Linked DNA regions of Pan troglodytes: region 2 is linked to region 1. The links are chromatin contacts, called in public Hi-C maps. All regions are on one chromosome and are shown on one strand. The core of a region is the stretch at or near the end of the contact, and the rest is flanking DNA. Distances in the headings are between cores, read along the strand shown. Region 1 holds the start of SEPSECS (Sep (O-phosphoserine) tRNA:Sec (selenocysteine) tRNA synthase). Region 2 holds the start of PI4K2B (phosphatidylinositol 4-kinase type 2 beta).

The links. Hi-C and Micro-C count contacts between places; a contact is called where the count stands out from the background.
Region 2: a Hi-C map of stem cell-derived neural progenitor cells shows a contact between it and region 1, with 2.2 times the contacts expected there. The contact joins the promoter of PI4K2B here to the promoter of SEPSECS in region 1. A contact is called at or near these places in 1 of 7 Hi-C or Micro-C datasets (stem cell-derived neural progenitor cells) and 1 of 1 datasets of contacts at active chromatin or transcription factors (stem cell-derived excitatory neurons).

What each region holds. Positions count from the first base shown.
Region 1 is chr3:25,623,677-25,631,255 of NHGRI_mPanTro3-v2.0_pri, reverse strand. It overlaps SEPSECS (Sep (O-phosphoserine) tRNA:Sec (selenocysteine) tRNA synthase), which reads left to right and starts at 5,178. Exons shown (of 15, transcript XR_010156495.1): 1 at 5,178-5,417; 2 at 5,908-6,044; 3 at 6,565-6,719. LOC129143705 (a long non-coding RNA gene) reads right to left here and starts at 5,099. Exons shown (of 2, transcript XR_008547465.2): 1 at 4,923-5,099.
Region 2 is chr3:25,695,226-25,702,888 of NHGRI_mPanTro3-v2.0_pri, reverse strand. It overlaps PI4K2B (phosphatidylinositol 4-kinase type 2 beta), which reads right to left and starts at 3,240. Exons shown (of 10, transcript XM_003310263.7): 1 at 2,754-3,240. The coding sequence starts at 3,024. It overlaps LOC104006007 (a long non-coding RNA gene), which reads left to right and starts at 3,307. Exons shown (of 5, transcript XR_010156496.1): 1 at 3,307-3,399.

The DNA of each region.
Region 1 (7,579 bases), core at 3,929-6,428:
AAGTGTCCTTGTCAAAATGGCTGGTGGGAAGAGGGCCACCTAGCTGTTTGATCTGTAAGACCATAGTTTATTTTGGGCCTTGTGTCATTTTTATTCTAAAGCCCTTTCAAAATGTTCTGACAGGTGTTTAGTTCAGGTAAAGAGCTATTTTCCATGCTAATTTCTACTTTTGAATTAGCCTTCTAGTTTCGGATTTAACTCCATTGACAAAATAAGATGAAAGGGCTGCTGTTACACTGGCACCGTTGTTAACTCCTGAATATTGTCAGGAGGTATATTACAGTCTATCCTGAAAATCTCCTATAGTTTCATCTTGTCTGTGTTTGCATTATTGAATTATGGTACAACAGATTTTTATAGAAAACGTTTGGGATATTGCTTTTAGGAGGCTGTGTTCTACTTTTCAGGGCTTTTTTTCTTTTCAGACGCTTAAGTTTATTGGGGAAAAAGCGATCCTTGCAGATCCCTTCTCATGTCAGTCCAATCAGCTCTTCTTTAAATCCAAGATTTAACACCTGAGGATCTGGCCAATATATGTATACATTGATATATTTAGGTTAGGTAACCCTGAATCATATGCATTCAAATGAATCCTAAATTCTTCTATAAATAGTTGCTGGTCTTGTTTGGAAGTAGAGAAATTCTTGATTATTGCTCTTAATTCATCTTGGGTGCAAAGTTTAAATTCTGCAGTTGCCTGCATACCTGGCTTTTGAGGGGAGAGGGATCTTTAGAAGCAATTGACATTTTAGAGTTTTAGGAGAGTTGTTGGGAAAATGCAGGAGTCCTGGACAAGAGGAAGAGAAGGGGGGAGTTGATGGAAGTGAAGAAAGAGAGCTATCAGAAGGCTAAGGGATAAAAGGGACATCTGGATATAGCGAGCCAACACAAAGGGGAAGATTTACTAGGAAATGAGTCTAGTTTGTTGTTGCTTAAGATGTCAAATTGCTTGTTAGCTTTAGCCAAAGCATCTTTTAGTGGAATAATTCTTGAATCAGAATTTCCTTTGGAGGCCTCTGTGTACCACTAAAAAACTGTTGCCCATCAAACCTAAGAAATCTTAATTCCCTTTCTTTTCTTGCCCATCAAATAAAAAATTTTGTCAAGTCAAGTGTTTCCCAGAGTGGCCACTGAAGGCCCAACTCCTCATTGCTGAAGTTATGCCACTTAGAGAGATAGGCACAAGCATTAGGACTGTAATGAGAGTATGTATAAGAAGTAGAAGTTTTTCCTGGTGGAGAGGATTTAGACTTAGAGTACCCCATGAACGCTGGCTACGGTGTTGAAAGTTATGCTCGTGCTTATCCTGTCTCAGCCCCCAGCCTGATTTTTGCCCCTTTTGAACATAGACCGAACAATCTGTGCCCCCTGGCAGGCAGAATATCAGAATGACCTCTTTCTTTGGATCAAAAGCAAGCCCTCAGAACAAAAAATCAAGATGAAGGGAGAACTTCATCCAGTTTTATTGGTGACCCACAACAAAATTTGTCCAAACGGATGTAGTCTGGTGAGAACTGCAAACTCATCGGTCTGTGAAACTGGCTTAAACAACAGGGTTGTAGGGCCCATGGCCATGTTCTACCCTATGATTCTCCTTCTTATGGAAAAGAACACTTTTAGATAGCACAATACAAAACAGAAGTACGAAGGACAGCACAAAGGACGAAAAGGAATTGCCTGATTCCACTAAGGATGCAAATAGGAACCAGTAACAAAATCTGAGTACCAAACTTCAAATGAATAGCTTAGGAACTCAAGGCAAACAGGGAGGAGTTCCAAGCCAGCACTGACTTACCATGTTGGCATGGACTTGACAAGCCATAAGCAACAAGGCACAAGGGGCCCCTGTGGGCACCACAACTGGCCAAAGGCTGAGGTCCACCGCCATGGACAGCACAGACCATGTCTCAGTGAAGTCTCCAGGAAAACTGGAAATTCAGAGCTTGCTAGAGAAGGGAGTCAGTCACCATCATTTACATTTGTCAAGAGTCTCAAAGGCAGGCAGGTGAGTGGGAAAGCTTTATAGTGAAAGATTCAGGTACAGGGAAGAATTCAGGTGTGCCGATTGGAGGTGTTGGCAAGGAGAAGCTAGAGGTTGGCTAACTAGAAACAGGGCATCTTATGTAATTTAAGGAGGATATTTAGCTTTCTCTGGTTGGTCTTAAGTTAGAAGCGAGTAATAAAAGAGGGAAGCTGGCAGTCATTGCCCAAGTCTTAACCATTCTTGGCTGATTGCTGCAGAGGTGGTGGTTTGGAAGGCTAGTTGCTAGAGAGGTTGTAGGTGAGAGTTCTGTTATCACATATGATCTGGCCATTGTCCATTTGTATAGTCAGTCTATCTAGGGGAAGATGTCATTGAGCAATTACCTCTCATTTAATCATCATAACTGCCTCTTCCATATCCCCATTTTACAGATAAAGAAAGCAAAGCTCAGGAAGTTTGAGTAATGTATTTAAGGTTATACAACTAGTGACCCTAGCAGAATTTAAACCTGTGTGTTCTGGACCTATTTTAAATGATGCTTCATCTTGTAAAGACCATGAGGTTATTCTGATGTTGCCCTATTAAAAATAGTAATTACATACTATTATTAAAAATAGTAATTACATACTATTTTAAAATAGTAGTTACAAACTACTATTTTAAAATAATAATTACATACTATTTTTAATAGATAGCATCATTTAAAATAGGTCCAGAACACACAGGTTTAAATTCTGCTAGTGTCACTCATTGTATAACCTTAAATACATTACTCAAACTTCTTGAGCTTTGCTTTCCTGATCTGTAAAATGGGCATATGGATAAATATTTGTTGGATGAGTGAATGGATGAAAGTAATTTTAGAATACTTCTCTTGAAATTGCTTCCAAAGCTGGTATCTTTTGAATACCTTTAATGAATGCATATCTTGACAATGACTAATTTTTGGAAACAGACAAACATTTTTCTGAAGTAAGGTGGTGAATAAGGTGAGAGAAGAAGCTGGCTCAAAAACCTGGCGTGTCCATTCAGTAATGACATTAATTTTGGGATTTTTGCACATTTTGCATGTGATTGACAAAGCAGCTTTGAAGGCTTTTCCAAAGAAGTTGCAAAAATAGTTGCATTTTGAGAATAGGAACTCAACTTTCCAAAAGTTTGAAAAATACTCATTTTAGAAAGTACGCTAAATTCTTGTTGTTTTGTGGTTTACCTTTCTGTTTAAAGTAGTTAAATGCTCTATGTCATTCAACAAATATTTATCAAACAGCTATTATGTATTTAGTGCTGTGCTTTGAACACAGATATTGGTATAGCCCTTGTGAACCAGGAGTTCACAGTCTAGTTGAGACAGAAAATTAACAATTGAAATGCAATTCAACAAATACCGTAAATAGACTGATTTATATTAATAGCTGGATGCCATGGGAACATGCAGTAGAAACAGTGATGAGCTGGTACATGTTGAACAACTGACTTCTAGGGGAGTGGGTTGGAGTGTAAGGGCCTGATTAGCAGTGTTCACTGACTTCCATGGTGTAAATGCTCCCACCATGGCCAACGTGACATCATCAAAAGAGGAGTTGGAAGATGTGCAGTAGTATAACATTACATTGAATTTCCACCATATAGATAAAATGCATGTAAATAACCTGAAGAGCATAGATAATAGTAAAATGTAAAATAATTAGGAAGTGACAAATTTTGAGTATTTTTACTTTTGCTTGTAATATAATTTTTGAGTGGCTGTATTTGAAAACTAGCTCACAAAATCACTGAACATTTAACAATCAGCTCTTGCAAGTGGGTGTGAATCAGTGCAAATGGACAAACCACCAGGTGAAAGCAATGTCAGGAATTACTGTAGGCTCACATAAGATGAAGATTGTAAGGAAACTGGAGGCAGGGATCTCCAGCAGTGAACCTCTAAGTTGTTGAACTGTTACAGCACTGCCAGGTTCCTATGCCGGCTGTGCAGAAACAGACCAATATTCCGACAGCAGGCTTGCAGCAGAGAAAGAGTTTTAATAATCACAAGTTACAAGCCAGGAAACAGGAAGAGTTCTCAAGCTTCAATCCATTTCATCAAGGGGTTCTAGGCAAAGGTTTTTAAGGGGATTTGTGGAGGGTGAGGGGCTGGAAAATTTGGGGTTACCGATTCGTTGGGGTAAGGGAGATGAAATCATTAGGATGTGACAATTTCATTCCTCCATGAATCAGCTTTTTATTGGGCCTTCCAGACAAGCTGGCATCCTTAGTTTTGTTGGTATGCGGGACCTAAAGAAGCAATGCAAACAGAAAGCTTATCTTCTCATAATCTCTAGATTTTATCTATAGAGCAGAAAAAGAATGAAGACTCTTGTGACAAGGGCCACATTCTCATGGGGTAGTAAGTAGCAACCAGCTACAAGAAAGTCGGCCACACGGCAGGCTGGCTGAATAACAGCAGCTGTAAGCCTAGTTGGATTTTTTTCCCCTCCTTAATCAATTTTACAAAATGTTCTTGGGGATAGTTTCAGAATGGTCAAACTAATTCATTAATTCAATATCAACTTTTTTTTTAGGCCCTACTTTATTCTGGGCACTGTTTTAGGTGCCCGGGGGAAGGGGGCACCGCAGCAAAAACCGAGGCCCTGCCGTTAGGTTAGAGAGTTTACATTCGTGGGTATGGGTGTGTGTGTGTGTGTATAAACAAACGTCTGGCATGTCACGTGGTGAGTGGTAAGTGCTATGGCTAAACAGTAGTGTCAAGGGGAAAAGGAGTGGGGCACTGCTATTTCCTATGGGGTTGTGAGGCAGTAGTAAGTGTGGAAATGTATCAAAGTAAAGATCGAAGGTTCTGGCGTCTGACAGTTTGAATAAGGCGGAAGCACAGACTCTGCACAGATCTCAACCATCCAACAGGACTGAAACACAGAACTTGGAAAAACCCACGTACCTGCTTCTTACTTTGCTCGCCCGGTCTGCACAAGTGCAAAATCCTCTCCTGAAGTTCGTATCAGGAACACCAGGGTTTAACTAGACGAATCAGCCGCAGCGGGGCGGGGCTAATTTCAGTCCCTCCTTTGCCTGAAGTCAGCGAAAAGCGCGGACTCCCTCGCGCATGCTCAAATACGCCAACTTCCTCCTGGAGCGCCATCTGAGAAGGTCTGCGCATGTGCACGAACGACAAGTGTTTTTTTTTTTTTTGTTTGTTTGTTTTTTTTTGTCCCAAGGCGCTGCCGTACCGTCCAGGCGGCGAGTTGCATTCCGGTTCCGTCGTGTGTCTGGCGTGTGGAGCTAGTGCTCCCGCTTATTCGCCACTGTCGCCACCGCTGTCATGAACCGCGAGAGCTTCGCGGCGGGAGAGCGGCTGGTGTCGCCGGCTTACGTGCGGCAGGGCTGTGAGGCCCGCCGCTCGCATGAGCACCTCATACGGCTGCTTCTGGAGAAGGTACCGAGCTGTCGGTCCCCTCCCCAGCCGCCGCGACCCCGGGGCTCTGGCTCCGCCGGGCGTCCCCGCTGGTGCTGCCTCACCGGCAGCTCTTTGCTGCTTGAGACTAGTCCCAAGTCTGTCTCAGCTTGGCTTGCCCTAGCTGATCGACTGCGGTCTGTGCCTTCTCAGCCTTGCCAAAGCCAGTGAAAGCCAAATGGTGTTGTTAGGAGGGGGTGTTGGGGTCGGGGTTTTGAGTCCCGCTGTTTCTAACTTCGGGATGCGGAAGTGAGGGAAAGTCCCAGTGTACTTTTTTATTCGCGGAAAGGGCAAAGTTCGCACCTCCATCTTTCACCACCCTCAACGACTCAGAACACATAATGGTGTTTGTAGACTGTATGCTAACTCGAACCACGAGCTTTCCGCGGAACTTCACAGGTCTCCCTCCTGCCAGCGTTCATGTATTTTAATTTCATTAAAAGTTTTGTTGTGTTTTGTTTTTTTGAAACAGAGTCTCGCTCTTTCGCCCAGGCTGGAATGCAGTGTCGCGATCTCGGCTCACTGCAGCCTCCGCCTCCCGGGTTCACGCCATTCTCCTGCCTCAGCCTCCCGAGTAGCTGGGACTACAGGCGCCCGCCACCACACCCGGTTAATGTTTGTATTTTTAGTAGAGATGGGGTTTCACCATGTTGGCCAGGCTGATCTCAAACTCCTGACTTCAAGTGATCGGCCATTCTTGGCCTTCCAAAGTGCTCGGATTACAGGCGTGAGCTACAACGCGTGGCCAAAATTTCATTAAAGTTTGACAACTACCACCCTTCTCCACGTCCCACCGCCCCAATCGTAACGCCCTGGTTTGAAGCATCTTCATTGGGGTTGTGGTGTATTGGTTTTCAGTTAGTTTCACTTACGGAAATTTAAATATCTGAGTAAACCTCATTGTATGCATTTATCATCACTTCTCGAAATCTGTAAATAATTGTAATCAAATGTACAAACGTTTTGCCTCTTTGCGGTCTCTATATAGTGGTGAATTTATGCCTGAATTTTAGAAAACAAGGAGCTTGGCAAAATACACGTTTAAAAGACAAAATGTATTCCTGTAGTATTCTAGAGAACGGTAGTTTTATTAAATATAATCATAAGTTTTTTTTTTTTTTTTTTTAAGGGCAAGTGTCCAGAGAATGGCTGGGATGAAAGTACACTTGAACTCTTTTTACATGAACTTGCAATCATGGACAGCAACAATTTCTTAGGCAATTGTGGTGTGGGAGAAAGGGAAGGGAGAGTGGCATCCGCACTGGTTGCTCGTCGTCATTACAGGTATCTTTTTTTAAGTAGTACAGGAGATATATCGTTTATTTATTTTTGGTTCAAAATAATGGCAGCAGTATTCATCTTATTAGATTATCAGATGTCAGTTTGTAAACCACTTCTTCCCTGCTCTAATGGATATGTAAGCCAAATGCAACAGGGAGATGGAAACAATTTTATCTCAGCAGATGCTTTTCAAAGACAATAGAGTAAAACTAAGTGGGGGTTACCCTGTCAGGTTCTGGGTGACTAACACAGGCTATACGTTTTCTTAGGAACGGTTACCCTAATAAACATATCTGGCTGTAAGAGTTCAAAATCCATTAAGGTTGTTTATAGCTTTCCATATTTCTTTTCTAACATTGGTAGTGTTTTTTTTTTAGAATGATTTATAGTTATCAACTTTAAATTTTGTTTTAAACTGTGTTTAAACTGAATCCCATTTTATAAATACCTCTCTGTTGCAATAGATACAAGGAAAGGTGTATTAGATTATTAAGTGACCTTTTTCTTTTGCATTATTGCAGAAAGCTTTTCATCAATTCTGATAACGATTTAATTGGTAGTTAATTGGTAGTTAATATGATCACTCATTGCTCTGTCCACTAACCTTTCTGTGAAATGTAAACTCTTTTAAATGAAACTCCTGTCTTCCATGCTTTTACATTATAATGAAAATTTCCTGGGCATCGTAGAATTTGTATTTCAGTAAAAACCACTGCAGTCAAAACTGATGATAATGCCTAACTTGGATGAAAATTTCAGTTAACAGTTTGCTGATAACATGGTTGATAATATATGTAAGAAATGTTTTGTACATGAGATTTCAGTGGTGAGGAAGTACAGCACTAGTATTCTTCGATAATCCC
Region 2 (7,663 bases), core at 1,991-4,490, 74 kb before region 1:
ATTAAAATAACTAGAACAAGGAATGCACTAATCCTTCCACTTTGACACTGATCCAACAACACTATGGTTTATGCTGTTTGTAGGCTTTGTTAAATGCCTTGTTGAAGATAACAGACATATGACATTCTTCCACTGGCTAAAGTACATAAACCTCTTGCTTATATAAGTAAGAGTTAAGCATCATAAATGATGTTCATATTAATCTAAAGGCAAGAATTTCTTGGAACTAGTGAGGTAGTTTCATGGAAATCGGACAGTAAAGGACAAATGAAGTTAATGGAGTCATTTAAAAAATAACTAAACTTAAAAATTATTAAATTACTCAATCATGAACATTTTAGTCTTTAAAAATTTTTTAAACAGTTTTCACAGAAACTATTTTAAAGTCCCATTAAAGGTAAAAACCTCCAAAATAACCACAGACACAATTATTTTATAACACTTGTGGACCCACGGCAAAACGGAAAAGGGGCAGAAGATGAAGAAAGAACCAGGCTTCCTCCTGATTTATCACTTCCTGGATATTTGACTTCGGGCAAACCATTTACCTCTGAAGACCTGAGCTACCAGTCATTACCAGTTTATTAATTCTGAATCCTCATAACGAGAATAATGGCAAATAACAACTAACTTGCTGTGCTGTTGTGAAAATAATTTTTTTTTTTTTTTGAGACAAAGTCTCACTCTGTCACCCAGGCTGGAGCGCAGTGGAGCCATCTCTGCTCACTGCAACCTCCACCTCTCGGGTTCAGAAGTGATTCTCCTGCCTCAGCCTCCCGAGTAGCTGGAATTACAGGCGCCCGCCACCATGCCTGGCTAATTTTTATATTTTTAGTAGAGGCGGGGTTTCACCATGTTGGCCAGGCTGGTCTGAAAACTCCTGACCTCAAATGATCCACCCACCTAGGCCTTCCAAAGTGCTGGGATTACAGGCATGAGCCATGGCACCCAACAGAGAATAAAATTTATTTATTTATTTATTTATTTTTGAGACAGAGTCTTGCTCTGTCTCAAGACAGAACCAGGCTGGAGTGCAGTGGAGAATAAAATATTTTTTAAAGAAAGATCTCAGCAAATTGTAAACTGTGATACAGGTAAGATACTACCTTTAAAAAAGGTAGGAATTCTAAGAATCCATTTGTATTCTAACACTATACTCTATCCTCACTTTGAATTTTTGTTGTTGTTTATTTTTTATAGAGATGGGGATCTCGCTATGTTGCCCAGGTGGGTCTCGAACTTCCAGCCTCAAGCTATTCTCCTGCCTAGACCTCCCAAAATGCTGGGATGGGATTACAGGCCTGCCATCTCGTTGGCCTCTCGCTTTGATTTTTTTCTAGCCTTAATACTGTTTGTTTATAAAACACCTCACTTTCACAGAACAAGTGCATTTTGAAGGCTTTAGGCTCTTTTAAAAATCCAGGTACACAAGGTAGCTTACACAAGGTAAGGGACAGAAAAAGGCAAGCTAGCTATTTTACAGACTAAATTCTAAGTAACATATACCCAAATTGCCCATGTAGCTAGGCAAATGCAGACCCGTTTGTGATCTGGTTTCAGCTTCACGTTGTTTGGTTAAACGTCAATGCATCCATCAGGTCACATTATAACGGGAGCAGACGTTGGTTAAAGCTTAAACAATCAGACAAACGGCTCCCCTTGGGATTCTCTGATTTATTTACTCTAGAATATGCCTGAATGTAGCCTCTAGCTAGAACTTGAGTGACCGATTCTATCCAAAATCCTTTAAACTGTAGAGGACACATTAGTGTACCACTAACAGTACATTTAAAATCTAACAATTCCAAAAAAAAACTAAGCAGTGTTAAAGAAACTTCCATTTTCTGTGGCTTTTAAGTTGTCATGTGTGAAGCCATAAACCAACCGGGTGCACAACATCTCATTTAATCCATCCTCACAACCAGCAGGGAGGTGTACCATCGCCTTTTTACAAACAAGTCTGTCTCACCTCTGAGAGTCTTACAAGTCTCTTGCTATTTCCATCACATTTGTCTAACTCCACTCAACACGCCAGAAAAACTCACTTTATTAATAAATATCCAGGCCTGCACAGCATACCTAAATTTAACTTTCAACATCATTTCAACTGCCCTGTTTCGCCTGAGGTTATCAGTCCGCTTAATAGCGAAAAGAGGTTTTTCGTTTTGGTTTTCTTATGTATTAGAAGTAAATCAAGAAAGAGAAACTAAACTGTAAGAGGGCAGGAACAGACTTTCAACTGCTTTTGCCCCCTGTGGCTAACTTCATAATAACAACATTTAATAGAAAAAGGTTTTGAAACGTGCCCCAGTGGCAACTGGATATTCTGGCTGTCCATCTCTCTCTTGTCATCCACTTTGCAAATTCACCACTCCGGGAACTTTCCTGAGAGTTCAAGGTTCTGAATTCAAAAGTCAAGTCCAAACTTGAGCAAGGACTTACGTCATTTTACAGCGTTAACCTCTCCCCAGTGTCGGTTTCTAGAAGTTTAGACTCACTTTGCGGGGAGGTCTAAAGAATCGGTTTAATGACAACCACTGGCCTTAGGAGAGGGAGCTCCCGGAGAAAGAGCGAGCAGGCTAGGTGCCCGCGGTGCGGCTGCGGCTGGCGCCGGTCCGAGCTCGGGAGCTGCTGCCCAGCGAGCGGGGAAAGCCCGTCCACCTCGGCCAGCGCGCGCGGGAGACAGGACCGAGCCGGGCGACAGGGGCAGCCGCCCGGAGGGGCGCGGGGAGTGGGGCAGGGCCGGGTCGCACCTGAAACCGCGGGGCGGCTCCGGTCCAGCTCGGCGGGCGAACTCCGCGAGACCCCCGCGTCCCCGGGCGGGAGGGGCAGCTCCTCGTCGCCGGCCTCGCCCTCCTCCCCGGCAGCGTCCAGCAGCCTCACGGCGCTGCCTGGGGCGCCTCTCCGCGGGTGGGCCCAGGCGATCCGCGGTAGCAGCGGCTCCCGCTCCCCATCCTCCTCCTCCTCCTCCGGGCTCCCGCCGTCCGCGGACGCCAACCGGTCGGGCTCGGAGGGATCCTCCATGGACTCCCTCTGCTCCCTCCGCGCTGAGACCAGATCAGAGCAGCCAGGTGCCAGAGACTGGGCTCTGCATGGCGCGGAACGGGAGCGACCGGGTAGAACGGACGCCACCTCACCAGCGCACGGGCACGCTTGGCGCCCGCCCAGCGGTTGTCCCGCCTCGCCGCCGGCCGCGCCCCACCTCGCGCCTCCGCCAGGCACCACCCCCGCGCCTGCGCAGAAGGGTCGTGGCGGCGGCGGCGGCGGCAGCGGGGCACCTGGGAGTGAACAGGGGGCGGGGCTTTTGAGGGGGCAGGTGGGGTGGGGCCGCCACCTGCTTCCGTGAGCGCGGGGAGAAGCTGGGCACAGCTCGCTTTACTCCCAGTGGAGGGCGGGAAGGTGAGTAATTTTCAAAGAGGTGCCCTCCTGCAACCAAAATCGGCTTCTCCGCGACAGAATTCTCTCTCAGAGTTTACCATAATCTGTAACTATAGATTTAATTGTATGACATTTCTTTCCTCCAGTAGACGTCCAGGAGGGCAGGGACCTTGTCTTTGTTCAGATGTTCTTGATAGTGGCAGTTTGTATGTTTTTTTTTTTTCTGACTAATCTAGCTAGAAGTTTATCAATTTTTAAATCTTTTCAAAATGTCATGTTTTGGTTCCATTGATTTTCTGTTTTCTGGTCCATTGCCTTATTTCGCTCTTTATTGCTCACTTGAGTTTTGATTTCCTCTTCTTTTTCTAGTTGCTTAGAGTAGAAGATGATTGATTCTGGATCTTTCTGCTTTTCCAATGCTAGTATTTTAAGGCTATAAATTGCCCTCTAAGCACTGCTTTAGCTGAATTCTCCTTTTTTTTTTCTTGGTGGTTGTTGTTTTTGAGACAGGGTCTCACTGTGTTATCCAGGCTGGAGTGCAGTGACACAATCATAGCTCACTGCAGTCTCAACCTCCTAAGCTCAAGGGATCTTCTCAGCTTTAAACTGTAGAAGACACAGTAGCTGGAACTGCAGGTGTGCACGACCACACCCTGTTAATTTTTAAATTTAAATTTTTTGTAGAGATGGGATCTCACTGTTGCCCAGATTGGTCTTGAGCTCCTGGTCTCAAGCAGTCGTCCTGCTTCAGCATCCCAAAATTCTGGGATTACAAGCATAAGCCACCTTGCCTGGCCTGCTACTGTGCTTCTGTTTTCCTTCAGCTGAAAATAGTTTTTAATTTCCTTTATGATTTCCTCTTTGACCCTGTAAAGGAAAATAAAAATCTCAGAACCACCCCCCCACCCCCAACTTGTTATGTCAAAGGGAGAGTTAAGCCTGGAGACTGAAGTCACCCAACACTACAATGCTTTTCCCAAATGGATAGCTGTTACTTCCCATAGTTGTATTAAAACTTTATATGTTAGCCAGACCCTCCTCAAAATGCAAAAAAAGCCTTATGCATCTCAGTCTCAGGATGACTGTCCTCAACAAATTAATCATAGTAAATTCTTTACTGGCCCTTAAACCTTTCAAGATGTATATCCTTCCATAAAACAAGGACATGTCAATTGTATAACTTTAAGTCTGCAACCTAAATCAAACTGGTACAACTAAAGTCTGTTAAATTTCACATGGATAAATTCAGTTACAAGCTTATCTTCCCAGATGCAGAACAAGGATAAGATCAATCATTCCTTCACCTGAGATATCTGTATAATTAACTTCCTTTACTCCATTTTCTTTGAATATTCACCTTATCTTATGCATAGCATAGAGTTACTGGGCACTACCTAAAGTCTAGCAAAAATGTAACCATTTGCTTCACCACCTACAACCCTCTTCCTTGATGCCTTCTCCACTTTAAAGAAAGAATAGCTGTAATTACAGGTGCCTGCCACCATGCACGGCTAATTTTTGTATTTTTTAGTAGAGATAGGGTTTCACCACATTGGCCAGGCTGGTCTCGAACTCCTGACCTCAGATGATCCACCCGCCTCGGCCTCCCAAAGTGCTGGGATTACAGGTGTGAGGTACTGCACCTGGCCTGTAAATGCCTTTTAATTGGAGTTTGGGGTCCATTTACATTTAATGTAATAATGATGTGGTTGGATTTAGATCTATTATTTTGCAATTTGGGTTTTATTTGCTTTAACCTTTTCGGTTCCTCTGTTCCTCCTTTCCTGCCTTCGTTTGGATTAATTCAATAATTCTGATTATTTCATTTTCATTCCACCATTGACTTTCTGTTATACTTATTTTTTTTCTTTTTTTGAGATGGAGTTTCACTCTTGCTGCCCAGGTAGGAGTGCAGTGGTGCAATCTTGGCTTACTGCAACCTCTGTCTCCTGGGTTCAAGCTATTCTCCTGCCTCAGCCTTCTGAGTAACTGGGACTACAGGCACATGCCACCATGCCCAGCTAATTTTTGTATTTTTAGTAGAGACGAGGTTTCACCATGTTGGCCAAGATGTTCTTGATCTCCTGACCTTGTGATCCACCCACCTGAGCCTCCCAAAGTGCTAGGATTACAGGCATGAGCCACCACGCCTGGCCTCTGTTATACTTCTTTACATTAATTTTTAGTGCTTACACTAGGGTTTTCAATACTCATCCTTAAATTATCTCAGTGTACTAAGAGCCAATATTGTACTATTTGACATAAGAGGTAAGAACTTAGTGTCATTCCATTTATGCCCCATCGTTTATGTTATTGCTGTCATGTATACTAGACCTAAATATTTAAATACAGTGAATAATTTTTGCCTTAATTGCTTTTTTAGAGAAATTACCTACATAGTTACAACTTCCGGTGTTCTTCCTTCCTTTTTGTAGATCAGAGTTTCTATCTAGTATCATTTCCCTTTCCTCTGAAGAATTAAAAACAAATTTTATAATGCAGATTTGCTGATTAATATGGCTTGGCTGTGTCTCCACCAAATCTCATCTTCAATTCCCACGTGTTGTGGGAGGTGGGAGGTGGGAGGTGATTGAGTCATGGGGGCAGATCTTTCCAGTACTGTTTTCATGATGGTAAGTGAGTCTCATGAGATCTGATGGTTTGAAAAACAGGAGTTTCCCTGCCCAAGCTCTCCTTGCCCGCTCCCATCCACGTTAGATGTGACTTTCTCCTCTTTGCCTTCCCCCATAATTGCAAGGCCTCCCCAGCCATGTGAAATTGTAAGTCCAATAAACCTCTTTCTTTTGTAAATTGCCCAGTCTCAGGTATGTCCTCATCTGCAGCATGAAAACAGACTAATACACTGGTGATAAATTTAAGTTTTAATTTATTAGAAATTGTCTTTATTTTACCATCATTTTCAAATGCTGTGTCCTCTGGATACAGACTTCTGGGTTGATATTGCTATCCTTACCCATCTAAGTTCAACTGTAAATATGTCATTCTATTGTCCTCTTGCCTTCATTGTTTTTGAATCATAACCCTCCACTTACACACCCGACTTGTGCTATGTCATTTTCTCTAGCTGCCTTTAAGATTTTCTCTGGTTCTTTGGTTCTTTGATTTTCAATAGTTTGACCACGATGTTTTTGGTATGATTTTCTTTACAAATATCTTGCTTAGGTTTTGCTCTACTTCTTGAATCTGTAGATTTATGTTTTCCACAAAATTTGGAGAAATGTCATTCTTTTTTTTTTTACAAGCAGTTTATTACCTTAAAGCATTTAGCAAACCTAATGTCTGACCTAATTTCAACCAAATGTCTTTATTTTACCAATAATCTTCAAAACTCTTGATTTCCCAAAGCCTACTAAAGTCATGCTGTTACAGGCCATTAGACGGCATGAGCAGGGCAGGAAAGGGCTCTTCTCCCACCCACCAGGAATGTTGGGTGATGGCTCAGCAGTTATCACATTGCCTCTCTAAAAGTCATACATTGGCACCTAGGGTCAGGGAGATGCCATTTCCTGATGGTCCACACCTATTGCACTAAAGTGTTAATTGAATGCAGATGCCAGGGAGATGCAACTTCCCAGGCAAATGCATTAAGAGACAAAACGGCAGAGTATGACCTTTCCATGGCACTCCATGGGAAAAGGGAAGAAAGCCTTGGGTGGGCATGTGTACAACTTCCTAAACACACTGCATGTGCTCACCTCCCAAGGATAGGGAGGGCACTGTGCATGCGGGCAGCTCACCCTAAGGAAAGAATCATGGGAAAAGAGCCAGCCTATAAAGTCCTAGGATCAAGGTTCAACAGTGCACTTGACCTTCACGTGCCCACGTGCCTGCTTGAGTCTCTTCCAAGCATACTTTCATTTCTTTTCTGTTCTAAAGCCTTTTTAAATAAGCTTCCACTCCTGCTCTGAAACTTGCCTTGGTCTCTTTTTCTGCCTTATGCCCCTCAGTGGAATTGTTTCTCCTGAGGAGGCAAGGAGGTTGGTGCTGACTAGTGCAGATTCGCTGCTGGTAACTTGGATACCTTCCACCAGTAACAACATCAACTGAAAGGCATTACAGTTTTTATTTTTCTGACAAAATATTTGATTTAAGCACTTGTTATTTTTAAAACATTAATTAGAGCTCTTTCATATATAAACATTACACACATAACACACATATAACTACACAGACAGACAGAAGATCCAGTAGTTGTAGGATTTTTCATTTGCCAGTTTTTGTTTCTTAATTGGATTACTGGCTTCAAGGTGGAGCCCTTGGAGGA